Linked DNA regions of Mus musculus: region 2 is linked to region 1. A link is a contact called in public HiChIP or PLAC-seq data. All regions are on one chromosome and are shown on one strand. The core of a region is the stretch at or near the end of the contact, and the rest is flanking DNA. Distances in the headings are between cores, read along the strand shown.

Region 1 (7,227 bases), core at 2,131-4,630:
GAGGAGCAGGATTACTGGGTGTCAATTTGAATACTTATAAAATTAACTGAAAACCTAAGTCAGGGCTTTTAGCTAATTGGGTCACTTGAGCTAGGAAGACCCTCCTTAAATACGACCATTTGAGGTCAGAAAACCCACCCTAAACCTGGGCCACACCTTTTTGAGGCAATAGGACAGTCCAGAAGGCTGGATGTCTCAGCGAGTCTTCAGTATAAGCCAGAATCATAAAGAAGTATGCTGCAATGCCAGGAAACCCAGAGCAAGGGTGAAGAAGCAAGAGCAAAGTCTCCTTCCCTGTCTCCTGTAGCGGTCGTCTGTCCATAGACAGACATTATTGGATGAGCTGGACCACAGCCTAGAAAACACTCCAATACACCCCTCATATACGTATATGTGTGTATGATATATATTTATATGATATATACATTAAAGTATTTATATGGAAAGAGAGCCATTCTATTAGTTTTATTCCTCCAGAGAACCATGACTAATACAGATTGTGTGATAACAGGAGTGGGGTGAGTCTTCCCACCTCAAGTGATCTGGATTCAAGGTGGGTCTTCCTAGCTCAAACGATCCAATTAGCTAAAAGCCCCTCACAGTTGTGTCCAGAGACTTGGGTTTTTTGTTAATTCCTGATATAGCCAAGTTGACAACCAAGAATAGCCATCCCAGCTGTCTCTGCCCATTGGTAGCCACATGGTGATACACCAAGTCCCAGACGCCAGGTATGGAGATGCAAAGTTTGGTGTTTGCTCTGCCGGAGTTTCAGTATTGCTTTATCATTCTTTACTGTCCCTCTTTGGGAATGGATATGTTTACCCTATGCCGTTGTAAATTAGAGCTATACAACTTAAACAACAAAAACAGGAGCTCAGGAGCTCACACTAAAGGGATTGCCCAGGTCTTAGAAGAGACTGTTAGAGACTATGAGGACTTCTGAAGTTGGGGTGGTGAATACATTTTGTTTTATGAGATGGCCACGAACCTTTCCTCTTTTTTTTTTTTTTATTTATTTTTTCCTTTTGGTTTTTCGAGTCAGGGTTTCTCTGTGTAGTCCTGGCTGTCCTGGAACTCACTCTGTAGACCAGGCTGGCCTCGAACTCAAAAATCTGCCTGCCTCTGCCTCCCGAGTGCTGGGATTAAAGGTGTGCGCCACCACCACCTGGCAGCCATGAACCTTTGAGAACCAAGCATGGAGTATTGAAATTTTAAAGTGATATAATTGGGCATCAAGTTGGGTGGTCTTCTGCTGGTTACTCACTCTTGCTGTTATCCTGATGGAATTTAGAATTATCTAAGAGACAAACCTCTGGGCATGCCAATGAGGATGTTTTTAGGAAGGTTTAACTGAGGAAAGAAGACTAGTCCTGAATGTACACACCACCATTCCACAGGCTGAGGACTCCGAGGAGTGACTAGGAGAAACTAGCTGGGCACTAGTGTTTATCTCTGTCTGCTTCCTAACTGCAGATGCAGCTCAACTGGCCGCCCCACACTCCAGTGGCCACACCGTCCCTGCTATGGTGGATTGCATCCTTTTTTTTTCTTTTTCTTTTTCTTTTTTAGTGCTATTTGTTTTATTTTTTCTTTCTTTTTTAATTTATTTTTTATTAGATATTTTCTTTATGTACATTTCAAATGCTATCTCGAAAGTTCCCTATACCCTCCCTCCGCCCTGCTCCCCTTCCCACCCACTCCCACTTCTTGGCCCCGGCGTTCCCCTGTACTGGGGCATATAAAGTTTGCAAGTCCAATGGGCCTCTCTTCCCAGTGATGGCCAACTAGGCCATCTTCTGCTACATATGCAGCTAGAGACACAAGCTCTGGGAGTACTGGTTAGTTCATATTGTTGTTCCACCTATAGGGTTGCAGACCCCTTCAGCTCCTTGGGTGCTTTCTCTAGCTTCTCCATTGGGGGCCCTGTGTTCCATCTTATCGATGACTGTGAACATCCACTTCTGTATTTGCCAGGCACTGGCATAGCCTCATACGAGACAGCTATAACAGGGTCCCTTCAGCAAAATCTTTCTGGCATATGCAATAGTGTCTGGGTTTGGTGGCTGATTATGGGATGGATCCCCGGGTGGGGTAGTCTCTGGATAGTCCATCCTTTCGTCTTAGCTCCAAACTTTGTCGATGTAACTCCTTTCATGGGTATTTTGTTCCCTAATCTAAGGAGGAATGACGTATCCACTCATTGGTCTTCCCTCTTCTTGATTTTCTTGTGTTTTGATTGCATCCTTTCTTAACCTCACCCTTACTTTGACAAGCCGGTTTTGTCCAGTGTTGGTTACAGCAATGAGGAAAATAATTAATACACGTGGCTTCAGGGCTGCCCACACTGTAACAGAATTTGCAAACATCTCTTTGAGGCCCTGTATTTATTTGATTTTTTTGAGACCCTGTATTTATTTGATTTTTTTGAGACCCTGTATTTATTTGATTTTAAGGAATTACCTGGAGTGGAGATGCTGGGTGGTAGGGAAAGCCTTTTTTTTTTTTTTTTTTTTTTCTTTTGAGGAAGCATTGTACTATTTCCCACAGCTGCCACGCCATTTTACACCTCTGCCACTGCACACGAGAGTTATACCTGTTACAGTTCACACACATTGAAGGCTTAGTAAACTGCGAAGATATGCACACACTCCTTTGTTTTCTTTGTATCAGTTGATTGACATTGTGTTGCTTCTGCCCTTTGATGACAGTGACTAGAGCTGCTGTGGGGATCGGTGTACACATACCTAAATTCCTGCTTTCAATTTTTTTTCCAGTCGTGTATTTTAGATGGGATTGCTGGCTGCATGGTGATTCCTATTTAACACTTGGAAACCTGGTCATGCTGCTGAGCAGACATGGCATAGAGGCTTCCTTCCTGAATCCATTCTCCAGAAATCCCTAAGAGCTTACCACAGAGGCCAGGCAGCAGACAATGCTCTCAGCTGAGGGCTGCAGAGATAAGCCCAGGGGTGAGGTCTGAGCGCTCCCAGCCAGGGAGAACAGCAGGGGAAGGGATTCTCTGTCCTTTGAAGGCGCCAAGCTCCCGTGACCAGTCCGCCCACTCGGGCGGCAATGGGCCAGTGAACTCGAGGTGCCAGGGGCTCAAGAAAGGCAGAGCCTGGTCACACCATGCAGGGTCGCCTTAGAGTTGGTGCTCAGGCGACACACGGAGCCACACATTCTGCATCCTGACACTTCAGCATCCTCAGTTCCACTCGACTTAGGGACCTGTCCCCAGAGTGAGGGATAGAGAGTGAAAGATGGGAACAGAAGGGAGAGGAAAGTGGAGAGACAGCAGGAGGGAGATCACTGAATATGGGCGGGAACATCGGGGCGGGGCGGAGACAGCGTGCTGTGGGCGGGGCTGGCTGGCCTTAGCCTCTGCTCAGTGTGTCCGTCCGCCGAAGTAGTAGGAGGCCAGCTGCCACTCGAGCACGGAAAGACCCTCAGAAGACAGAGGTGCTCCTAGCCCTTGCTGCAGAGCTCCGGAGGAGCGTCTGAGATCCTCGCTCTGGTTCGCAGGTACCGACAGCCCCGGAGACGCTCTGAGAACCACGTGTAGAGGGTGGACGGAGCCTAGACTGCCCGCTCACAGCCTTAGGTGAATGAAGAGGGTCCTTGGGGACTGCAGCCCCAGCAGCAGAGGACATAAGGTAGTGGGCTGCTCCCCAGGGCGAGAACAATTCCAGGAAAGACCAGGGGACAAGTCCTCCAACCGTCTCTCTCTCCTAGGCGATTCTGGACCGTTTCTTTAAATCCTAACTTTGAGCCGAGCTGGCAGCATGCTTGTAGAGGTACCCCTCAGAAGGGATGAGCCTGGGCTCCGGGCAGCGTCTGCTGGCCTCTCAGCTCTGCCTTCTGCCTCTTATCTAATGGGAGCAGAGCTGGGGGGGGGGGGGGGGGCTGAGCTGACCAGGAGAGAAGGGCAAAGCCTACGAAAGAACTGTGAGAGGGCTCAGGTGGGACGAACCTCCTGGGGTGCGGAGGGACTTCAGCCCTGCCCCCTTATCACTGGGCAGCAGGCTTTTGGGGCAAATCTTGGGGACAACTTACTTCCTCCCTTTCCCAGGATCTCAGATTGAGCAATTTTATTTCCTTCTGACATTTAGGGTGTACTCCAGACCCCGATCTTCTCCCATATCCAGTTCCCTGGCCTGATGCCTTGGGAGAGGTGTAAGGAAAAGTCAGGAGGGAGATTCACTACTGACAGACCCTCTCTCCCCATCCCTGCCCTGCGGGATGCTGGTCTTTAGTCCAGGATTCCCTCCCTTCCTTGCAGCTGGCCTGGAGGCCTGAGCACTGACTTGGGTGGTTCTGGGGCATAGCACTCACTGCCTCTCCAACAGCTCTGATCTTTACAGACAGTATCGATCTGCCTGGAGGATGTTAAAACCCTGCGTGTTTAAACTGAAAACCGTGCGTGTTTAAGCTGTTAACCTGAGGACACACCTCTCACCAAGGGGTTTTGCTCTCAGGTTTCCCTTCTAGCCCTCTGGGTTAAGTGACAGCTTGTGACTGTGACCTTCGACTAGGACGAGCCTTGGCACATAGTGTGCCAAGCTTGTAGAGCCACAGCAGGTTTTTGACAGGGACACAGGAAGCTTGCAGAAGCCTTCCAGTAGGAGGGCTCTGTAAACGGAGGCTCCAGGTTCGGTTCTCTGTGTTCAGGGCTCTGTGAATTTGCAGTTGTGCTATGCTGAGCCCCAAGACGAGTCCTTTCTTTCCAGCTGTGGGAAGCAGCTATTGCTACCTCAGAATGGGGCTGTCCACAAGGACAAAGTTCAGGTGTTCACACAGGGATTGGGGTTTAGGACAGGCCTCCTCTGCGTTCCACCGTCTCACCCTCGCAGCTTGAGGAAGAGCATAGCTTTTTGGTTTTCATTGGAGTGGAAATAAATGGAGCTGGAGCCTGTCTTCCCGGCCCTCCAGCCTTCCCCGGCTGAGTGGATATGTGGTTTGCATTCTCCTGGGTTCTCTCACTGGCCCTTTCTTCCACTCCATTATCTGTGTGTGCCGTGAGCAGGTGGCTAATGGGTCTGCATAGGTTTCAGGATGATTTTAAACTCATCCAAAGTTCCCTCCAACATGTAACCAATTGTGTGTATGTCTTTCGAAGGTTGAAAATGGAACTCAGATACCGGGTCCCGCAGATGCTGGCTGGAAAGATCTGACTCACCGAGGGAGAGCCAAGTGCTTGCAGAGAGGAGTCGTCAACCTTGCGGATGCCAGTGGGACTGCTCCAGGGGTGTGCACCTGCCTAGATGGAGACCACTGTCGGGGCTCTGGGTGAGAATACCACAGACACCTTCACCGACTTCTTTTCTGCACTCGATGGCCATGAAGCCCAAACCGGCTCGTTACCATTCACTTTCAGCTACGGTGACTATGACATGCCCCTGGATGAAGAGGAAGATGTGACCAATTCTCGGACTTTCTTTGCTGCCAAGATTGTCATTGGCATGGCTTTGGTGGGTATCATGCTAGTGTGTGGCATCGGCAACTTCATCTTTATCACTGCCCTGGCCCGCTACAAAAAGCTCCGCAACCTCACCAACCTGCTTATCGCCAACCTGGCCATTTCAGACTTCCTCGTGGCCATCGTGTGCTGCCCCTTTGAGATGGACTACTATGTGGTGCGCCAGCTCTCCTGGGAGCATGGTCATGTCCTGTGCGCCTCTGTCAACTACTTGCGTACCGTCTCCCTCTACGTCTCCACTAACGCCCTACTGGCCATTGCCATTGACAGGTGAGTACCACACAGAGGAACAGAGAGAAGGGGGTGTTGGCCTTGCCTCTCCCTTTCCTATAGTTGCGTGCTGATGACATGTGACTGTATTACCCATAAATGGGAACCATGGGGACTCAAAAGCCTACTGACTGGACATCTAGTGGTAGTCAGGGCTGGAGGCAGCTGAAGCCTGAAGTTAGGCAATAGGGAAGTCTTTGATCAGTCTCTGTGGATGTTCTCCTAGATGTGCCCGATCTCAACTTAGACAGGTAGGAGGAAGTGTTGAGGGGTAAGACTAAGTTATAAGGAGTTACTTCTTGCAGGACCATGAGAGTCTGGAGGGAATTTCCTAACTCATCTAGACCTTCTCCCAGTACTAACTTTCTTAAATGAAATTGAAGGAGTTGGTTTGAACAAAAAGGTGGGGCAGAAAGAGAGCTTGTATTTGCTGGCTTTTGTTAATGGTGACTTAATCCCACCTCACACCCCACACATCATGCTACAGTACAAGATCTGCTCTAGTGATGGGGAGAGAGACTGGGAGAGGAGCCTCTGCATGTCTTTCTTTTTTAAAATAATTAACTTTCCGACTTGACCACAGTTTCTCCTCCCTCCTCTTCTCCTAGTCCTCCCCCACCCCACCCCCATCTACTCCTCCAAAAAGGGGAGGCCTCCTATGGATGAATACCAGCCAGCCCTGGCACACCAAGTCTGCGTGCCTTTCTTATTCCTAGATGTTTCAGTTTGCATACACTTGTGCTAATGGGCCAGGATCACCATGATTTTAGGGAATCTTTGCAAGCTTCTTTGTGCTTTTGACTCTAGTTACAAAGCACCTTGTTATGGTCTATGAACAGCTTCCCTGAGGGATTAGTCAGGCTTCCCCTGTTCCTTGACATGAACAATTTGCCATTCTCATCATCCAGGGAGCCTAAAGCACAGGCTCTCCTTGTTCCATGGCCTCGGGGCCCTGGGGTGTCTGACTTGGGCTCAAAGTCACAGCAAGTTTGCTGGAATACAGCTGGGGGTAGGATGACCTGAGAAAGGTCAGCTTCGAAGGAAAGGGACACCAAAGAGCCTGGCTTTACGACCACTGAGGAGCAGAGCTCCTGCCTCCTTTCCCCAGAGAAGGATGTCTGAGAGTCAGCAGCTGGCTGGACATTGGTCTGGCACCACAGTGGGTATGTTGAGGTCCTCAATATAAGTCGCTGACCCTGGAGCACTGAGCCACATAGTCAAGGAACATAAGTCAGCCTAGTGGAGGGTACAGTCAGCCAAGTACCTGCTTACCAAGTGACTTTCAGAGCTGCCCAGGGCAGCTTCCTGCAGCTTTGCTGCTCTCTGACCTCCTCTGAAAATGGAAATGCTGCCTTGTGGAACAGGACAAAATATGTGGGCTCCTTTCCTGGGCTTTCACATTCCTGACGGACATAGCTTTACTCGGAAGATGCTCTTGGCTACTGGAAGTGGGATCAATGGGAGTCTGTCCTGTCCCTGCA
Region 2 (7,151 bases), core at 3,408-5,907, 38 kb before region 1:
AATATTTATTGGAAAGAAAAAGGGAAATAAAAGCTGGAGAATTAAGCTATTAATCTGCTGAGAAGGATGTGTAGCAGCTATTTGGAAAGATTCTCCTGGGAACCACGCAGGGTTTTGTGCTAGGCGAGAGCTCTGCTGCTGAGCTGTGTCCCCAGCCCTAGAACTGTCATCCTCACATGACAGCTTCCCCTGAAGAATAGAGAAGGCCAACATGGCCACATCTAATCCTGTCTGGTGAGTAGTGGGTGGGGTGGAATGTATGGCTTATTACCTTTCTGAAAGGCATTTTCACCACTGTGTCAGGTAAGTGCTTTCCATCTGCTTGTAAAGACAAATGACAGGGAGTTCTGCACTGTCCTCATGCAGTCAGTCCGTCTTCACAGTTCACGTTGCTACGCTAATTGGTAGAGGTGTTGAAGAAGACTATTTTGGCTTTAAAATGAACATTTTAGAGTTACGGCTGATTTTTAAATTGACTTCCATTTGATAAGGTAACCTTCTGTCCTGGTTATTGTGAGCTTGATGCAAACTAGAGTCTGCAGGGAAGAAGAAACCACAATTGAGAAATTACCCAAATCAGACTGTCCTGGAGACATGTCTGTGGAGCATTTTCTTGATTGCTGGTTGATGTGACAGGATCTAGCCCACTGTGTGCAATAGCATCCCTAGCCATGTGGGTCTGGGCTGTGTAACAAAGCTGGCTGTGTGTAAACCAGAAAGCCAGCCAGGAAACAGCTTTCCTCCTGCATTCCTGCACACACACACACACACACACACACACACACACACCAGATAAATAACATTTAAAGCCATGTTAACACATGTCTAGCCAGGTCTGTGACCTAAGCACTCTGGAGACTGAAGCAGAAGAATCACAATTTTGAGGCCATCCTGGGCTACCCAGCAAAACTCTGTCTCCAAAGGGGGAAATGAAGTATTCATGGGGCAGTGTTAACAGAAAAGGCCTGGACTTCAGCAGTCATCTCCCTGATAATGCAGAGATGTTTCTTCATTCAGAAATCTGTAAAGCACTGGGCTTGGGAAATTTACCATCATCAGACTCTAGGCTTCCTATTACAGAGCATAAATAATATGAATGTAAAATGCAGAGAGAGAAAATAAGGTTCTTCTGATGACTAGGGCTCAGTGCCTCAGTGGAGCTGGAATAACGCCCTGTGGAGTTTTACAGTGATGAGTAGCGCATGTCTGAACACTTACATGATGTTATAAGCATGCTTGTAGCACTGACAGAGAAGAAAAGTCTGTGTAAGAAAATATAATAGCTGGGATACTGGGGCTGGAGGAAGGCACCCTTCCCATAACACAGTAAAAGCAGCACTCTGAGGTTTTGACATTAGAGCACAGGCCTGCAGCGTGGAGAAAACTAAGAGTTCAAAAGCCTCCTGGCCTTAGACTGTGCCAGGACCAACAACAGGTGTAGAACTGAACAAAGAGAAAACCACACCCATGACTTAGCACTCACAAAGCAGGGAAATGCAAGGTCAGGCCAGCCTGGGACTTTGCCATAGGAGAAAAAAGAGGAGGAGAGAGAGAGCAGAGAGGCATGCAGTGAGATCAGACCACAGGGATAAGCGCATGGAAACGACTTCAAGTCTTCCAGAGTGAGATACACAGCTGCTGGGGGCGTTCTAGGCTCTCGTTGGGAAGGTGGCTAGAGGGAACGGTTGCAGGCTCTAAGAGAGCATTATATCCAGGAAGACGATGATGCTGTTGAGTTAGGGCAGAGTGGGTAATAGAAGCAGAGGTGACACATGAGAGGCAGAGCCCACCGGAGTATTCCAGATAGTAGAGTCCGTTTTCAGGGACAGAGAGAATCAAAATGACTCTAGCTAACAGGTTGGAGAGTACAGGAGTTGTGTATCCAGGCCCGTGGACAAGATAAGTAGGTTTGAGGGAGGGAACTCGAGAGTTGTGTCCTGGGAGCGATAGTTTCCATAGCCTCTAAGTCACCTGAGTGGATATGGTATTCAGGAAGCCATATGATGGAGTCCAGAATGGTGGCATTTAGTCAGGGCTTAGACATACACAGGAAGAGTTAGGAAATAATATTAAATAGAATCATTAATAAATTAATTCGAGACAGGGCCCCAGCTTGAAACATAGGTGGTCTAAAATGAGAACACGGAGGTGAGAGCACCCAGCAGAGGCAGACTAGGTGTCTGGGTTCTGCTTTAAGGCCTGTTTTTCTTGTGGATCCTTAAGACGTTTTCTAGATCTGAAAGACACCGGCTCATTGAGGTAGCGATAGCATATTAAGTGCTAGTGCACAGTAAATGCTTGCTTGTGTTCGTGTCTAACGAGCATACGAGAGACCTCCAAGAGGAGCATGCGCGAGGGTGGAGACTGGCTTTCCTTGCTTACTCCGCTCCTCAGTTTCAAGCTGCTTTGACATCTAAGCTATTTTGTGAATGCATTTGCCATAAGAAAATGAGGATGGGTTAAGATTAGCTGAACAGGAAACATTTTCCAAGCTGTTCAGTAGGAGATGCGTCTCCAGGTACGTGGGCCACAGTGTCTCCCTTGGGAAGGGGTGCGCGCTTCCTCTGTATGAGAACTGTGTGTATTACTATGTAATCCTTTTAGCTTTGGCTGCTGAGAAATTTAAACTATTTGTGCTCAATGTATAATAAGTATTTTAAAATTGAGTTGATATTTATATGTTCTGCTTTTTCTATTATTAGCTGTTATTTTTATTTGCATTATATTATTACATTATCATTAATATAAGCTACCTGAAACCCGTTCTGAAATGAGCTGTGATATTGAGAGAAGTGTAAACATACTGGGCTGTAGCAGTAAAAGGGTGGACATATTACTCGGGCATTCATTTAAGCTATAGCGCTACATCACATGCGGATATTACAAACACAACAAAACTCTGCACAAAAGTGCAGGTGTTAATACTTTAAAAAAACTAGCTAAAACATTTAAAATAATGTTTTTAAAACATCAGAGAGATTATAGAGTAGTAAAGGATTTGCAGGCAATAGAGAAGTTGAGCATCTAGAACAGCAGAGAAGCCCTAAGCCATCTTCCCCACAAACTGTGAAGTACTCTGCGTGGACAGATCAGTCAGGGTCGGGAAGAGTCAGAAAGAACAGAGGTGGGGGATCTGGCAGGAAGTCTTTTCCTACAGCCGTTTGGGGTCCAAGATCAGATTAAAGTTAGACGGGACCTGGAACAACCTGGAGAGACTCCAGGCCTGCTGGGACTTTCCAGACTTGATGACTTGATGGCCTGCAGCTGGGGATCGCCCCTGCCGCTGAGATTTCCAGAGAAGCTTCCAGGTTGGTTCTTAAACTCCGTTTCCAAGCATCTGCTTACAGGTGGCACTTGCTGTGGCCAAGCCAGTGGGGACGGGAGAATGACCCTCTCAGGAGGGACTGAGAGGACCTCATTGTGGAGAGTTAGGACAATAAGAAACAAGTGATCACTTTCTTGTCTGTTCTAAAACTTACAGTAGTAAGGTATATATTAATAAACTTACAGTAGTAAGGTATATATTAATAAATTTACAGTAGTAAGGTATATATTAATAAAGTCTTGCTGAAGGTAGACATTCTAATAGAGACATCCCTAACCCAGGCTGAGTAGTGACTGCTGTGGTTTGTCAATATTCTGTTTTTTTTTTTTTAGCCAGAGTTGCTCTGGATGAAGATGACGATGATGTCGGGCAACCCAGTGACGATGAGGACGAGGAAGACTATGAGCCGACAGATGAAGATTCTGATTGGCACCCAGGAAAGGACGATGAGGAGCAGGAAGATGTGGATGAGCTTTTGAAAGAAGCAAAAAGGTTTATGAGAAGGAAAAAGTAGCGTTTCTGCAATGACTCACATTTGCTTTTTTTCTCTGTGGGAAACATACTCATTTTTTTTTTCTTTTAATAGTTCTTTGCACTTGAAACATTGAAACACCAGCCTTCAGTGAAATAGGTGGATGTATGCTATTGCCTATTTTGGTGCCTATTTAATGTATCCATCAGTGAAAGCAGGTAAAGAGGTTGGGCAGTCTGATATTTTCTAAATACTTTACATACTGCGAATAAAAAGCCATAGGTTGTACAAACCTTTGATCTTCTGCCCTGAGGTCTTTATAGAGCTCCCTGCAAGCTTAGCCAGGTGATTACAGAAAAGTGGAAGAGCACAACCCCACACTGCTGTTGAAAGAGGCCCCACAAAGCTAGACTTGAACAAATGACAGCCAGCAGTGTGCCACGTCTCTAATATATTAGATGTGGCTTTGTGATTTCATTTACGGCTTTTGTCCTTTGAATCCTGGGAAGACTATTAACAAATAGGTGCTGAAAATGATCCTGTTAACCTATAGGGCAGCAGTACTCGCCTTGCAAGGAAATGGTTTTTGTGCATCCACAACTGCGTATGTATATCTGTGAGAGTATAAAGAAGACGACTGCGGAGCCCTTGTGTGGCTCTCACACCGCCCTGCACACACCATGCCCCGCCCACACCATGCCCCGCCCACACCATGCCCCGCCCACACCATGCCCCGCCCACACCATGCCCCGCCCACACCATGCCCCGCCCACACCATGCCCCGCCCACACCATGCCCCGCCCACACCATGCCCCGCCCGACTCCTTTGCTTGCTCTGTGCACCTTTACACTGAGGACACGAGAAGCTTCAAGCCACTGTCTTCTCAGAGGGTCACCTGAGAGGTGCGTTCTCTGCTGTGGATAGGGTTCTGGCCTCTGAAGAAGCCTCTGCTCCAAGGATGGAGCATGTCTGGTTTTAGGCCAGCTTCCCTCTGAGCAGTCTGCAGATTGGGGTACATCAGCTCGTGAAGCAGTGTGGGGAGCGGGTGTGGCGGCAGTCCCAAAGGCGCCAGGGACTGCAGCTAAGTCATATGACTTTCACCTGACTTCCTCATATAAGACACAAACATCTTGAGTGCTGCTTAGGTGTACCAGGATACAGGTGAATCCAATTTGGTGGAGATTTGCCCCTGCTGCCCTGATTAGCTGAAGCCTCGTGACTGGCGAGGGGGCGTGGCCTGCGGTGCATGGATGAGAGAGAGTATAAAAGGAGTGAGAGGCCCAGGGTTCGGGGGAGATATAAAAACAAGGGAGATATATAAACAAGGGAGATATAAACAAGGGAGATATAAACAAGAAGAAACAGGACTGAATAAACGTGTGCAGAAAGATCCTGTTGCAGCGTCGTTCTTCCTGGCCAGTTGGGCGCACGCAAGAAAGCAGTGAGCCAGAAGCTCCTTGTCATTCTTCACTCAAGAGGAAATAAAATGCACATCTTAGAACAAAAGGGGCCACATGCTTTCTTCGTATTTGTGAGTCTCTCCATGTAATTGCACAGGGTTAAATTTACTTAAACTGAAGAAAGACAGAATAAATATTTCTCTATTATCAGTTGCTGTGGCTTATTTGCAAACTTGTTTTCCCTTCCGTATCAGGTTCTTTAGAAGAGCAGAACTGATAGTATGTATGCTACAGGGATTTCTTAGATTGGCTGACGTGAGGAGGGCTGGGTAGTCCGTATGGCTTCACCCTGAAGAGGCAGAGCGCTAGCAGCTGCCCAGTGCATGAGGCTGAGAGAAGTCCTCAGCAGTCCAATCTGGTATGGCGGCCTAGCGGATTCAGGAGAGCCGCTGGTCCTTGTTGCACATTGGAAAGGCAAAGAAGTGAGATCGCATGTGCTGGCCTAGGATATCTATCGCACAGGGGCAGAAGTAGGGCTGCCGTGTTCACCAGCAGGCAGGGCAGGGCATGCATGTGGCAGAAGCAGCGCAGCCCTCCCGCTGCTTTAGATCTGCACGAACCTCTGGGTGGCAGCCCCCTCGGGGAGGGTCTCTTCCCATTTCCAAGTCCGTCCTTCAGGGAAACACCCTCACAGCCCTGCCCAGAGGCACAGGTTTTAGCTAACCCCAGGTCCAGTCAAGTGACAAAGCAAGATTAACACTCACACCTTCTATTGTGGAGGGGTTGGTGAACCTGTGAGTCCTTGACTTCTTCCCATCCTGCACTGACTCAATCTTTAAGGGGTCCTTTAACCCTTCCACTCAGTATAAATTCAAGGATGTTGAAAACGCATCCATTGAACTGTAGGTCGCCCCTTCAGAGCATTAGTCTTTGTAGTCAGACATTACATGTGCCAAGTGCCTGTTGGCCAGTGAGTGAGTAAAGAGCCTACTAAGGGCACAGTGGAACAGTTGGCCATAACAAGAAGTGAGGCTCTGATATGGGCCACGGTGTGGTCCTTAAAAACGTGCTGGTATAAGATGTCTAAAATGGGCAAACCCTTGGAGACAGAGCAGAGGTTGTTAAGGGCCTTGGTAGGTGGGTAGGGAGGCTGCTGATGAGTATAAAGTTACTATTTGAGAAATACCAAGATTGTAAGATTACGGGTGAGAACTGGACAGTGACAGTAAGCCAAAGTGAAGGAGGACACACGTGAAAAGGTGAGTCAGCGTTAGAGTCTCTGAAGCTGAGAGTGGTCTGCAATAGAGCAGGGTTTTTGTTTTGTTTTTTGTTTTTTCTACATGTCATGGGTACTGGAATTTTAGGCACGTGCCATAACACCTGACTTATACAGTGCTAGGAATTAAATCCTGGGCCCTATGCAAATACTCTAATAGCTGAGCCACACCCCCAGTTCAAAAGCACTATTTAAAGACTTTTTTTTTTCTTTTTGAGGTCTCTCTGTGTAGCCCTGGCTGTCCTAGAACTCACTATGGAGACCAAGCTAGCCTTGAACTCACAGAAATGTACATCTCTGCTCCTGAATGCTGGGGTTAAAGGTTTACACTACCATGCCCAGCTTAAAAGCTTGCTTTTTAAAATTAATTTCCCTAACGTCAGTTAAGTGCCTTGTTCTCTAACGGCGTAGTCAGTGGATTTAAACTGTTCCAGCCTTGATCTTGGGACACTTTTTCATTGCATTGTAACAATGAGAATGCAGGGACTGGTGAAAAGGAAGATTTTAAAAGATGTGATTGTCAAGGAATGAATATTTTTACTATAGTTGGCATTTAACTTAGATTTTTAACTTTTAAAATTAAAATATAATCACGTTGTTGTGGTAGTTTGAATGAGAACGGCCCCCATAGACTCTTATGTTTGAATACTTGGTCTCTACTTGGTAGAAGATTTGGG

What was found. HiChIP or PLAC-seq counts read pairs in DNA pulled down with a chosen protein or histone mark.
Region 2: a contact with region 1 is called in an H3K27ac HiChIP or PLAC-seq map of embryonic stem cells, with 6 read pairs. The contact joins the enhancer-like site here to the promoter of Prokr1 in region 1. A contact is called at or near these places in 8 of 39 promoter capture datasets (the 3T3-L1 cell line, the C10 cell line, the HPC-7 cell line and 4 more), 5 of 484 Hi-C or Micro-C datasets (DN3 thymocytes, the HPC-7 cell line, embryonic fibroblasts and 2 more), 3 of 115 datasets of contacts at active chromatin or transcription factors (embryonic stem cells and extraembryonic endoderm stem cells) and 3 of 9 other capture datasets (adipose tissue, liver and pancreatic islet).

Annotation. Positions count from the first base shown.
Region 1 is chr6:87,586,896-87,594,122 of GRCm38.p6, reverse strand. It overlaps Prokr1 (prokineticin receptor 1), which reads left to right and starts at 3,380. Exons shown (of 3, transcript NM_021381.4): 1 at 3,380-3,522; 2 at 5,117-5,746. The coding sequence starts at 5,262.
Region 2 is chr6:87,626,682-87,633,832 of GRCm38.p6, reverse strand. It overlaps Aplf (aprataxin and PNKP like factor), which reads left to right. Exons shown (of 10, transcript NM_001372332.1): 10 at 3,658-5,408. The coding sequence ends at 3,839. Among named protein-coding and RNA genes, the nearest start is that of Gm46964, 8.2 kb to the left of the region's middle. Within about 2 kb of position 4,657, at least 9 of the 459 cell types and tissues checked have an H3K27ac peak or open chromatin away from gene starts, as enhancers often do. A contact at or near this core is called in embryonic stem cells, where this site is marked.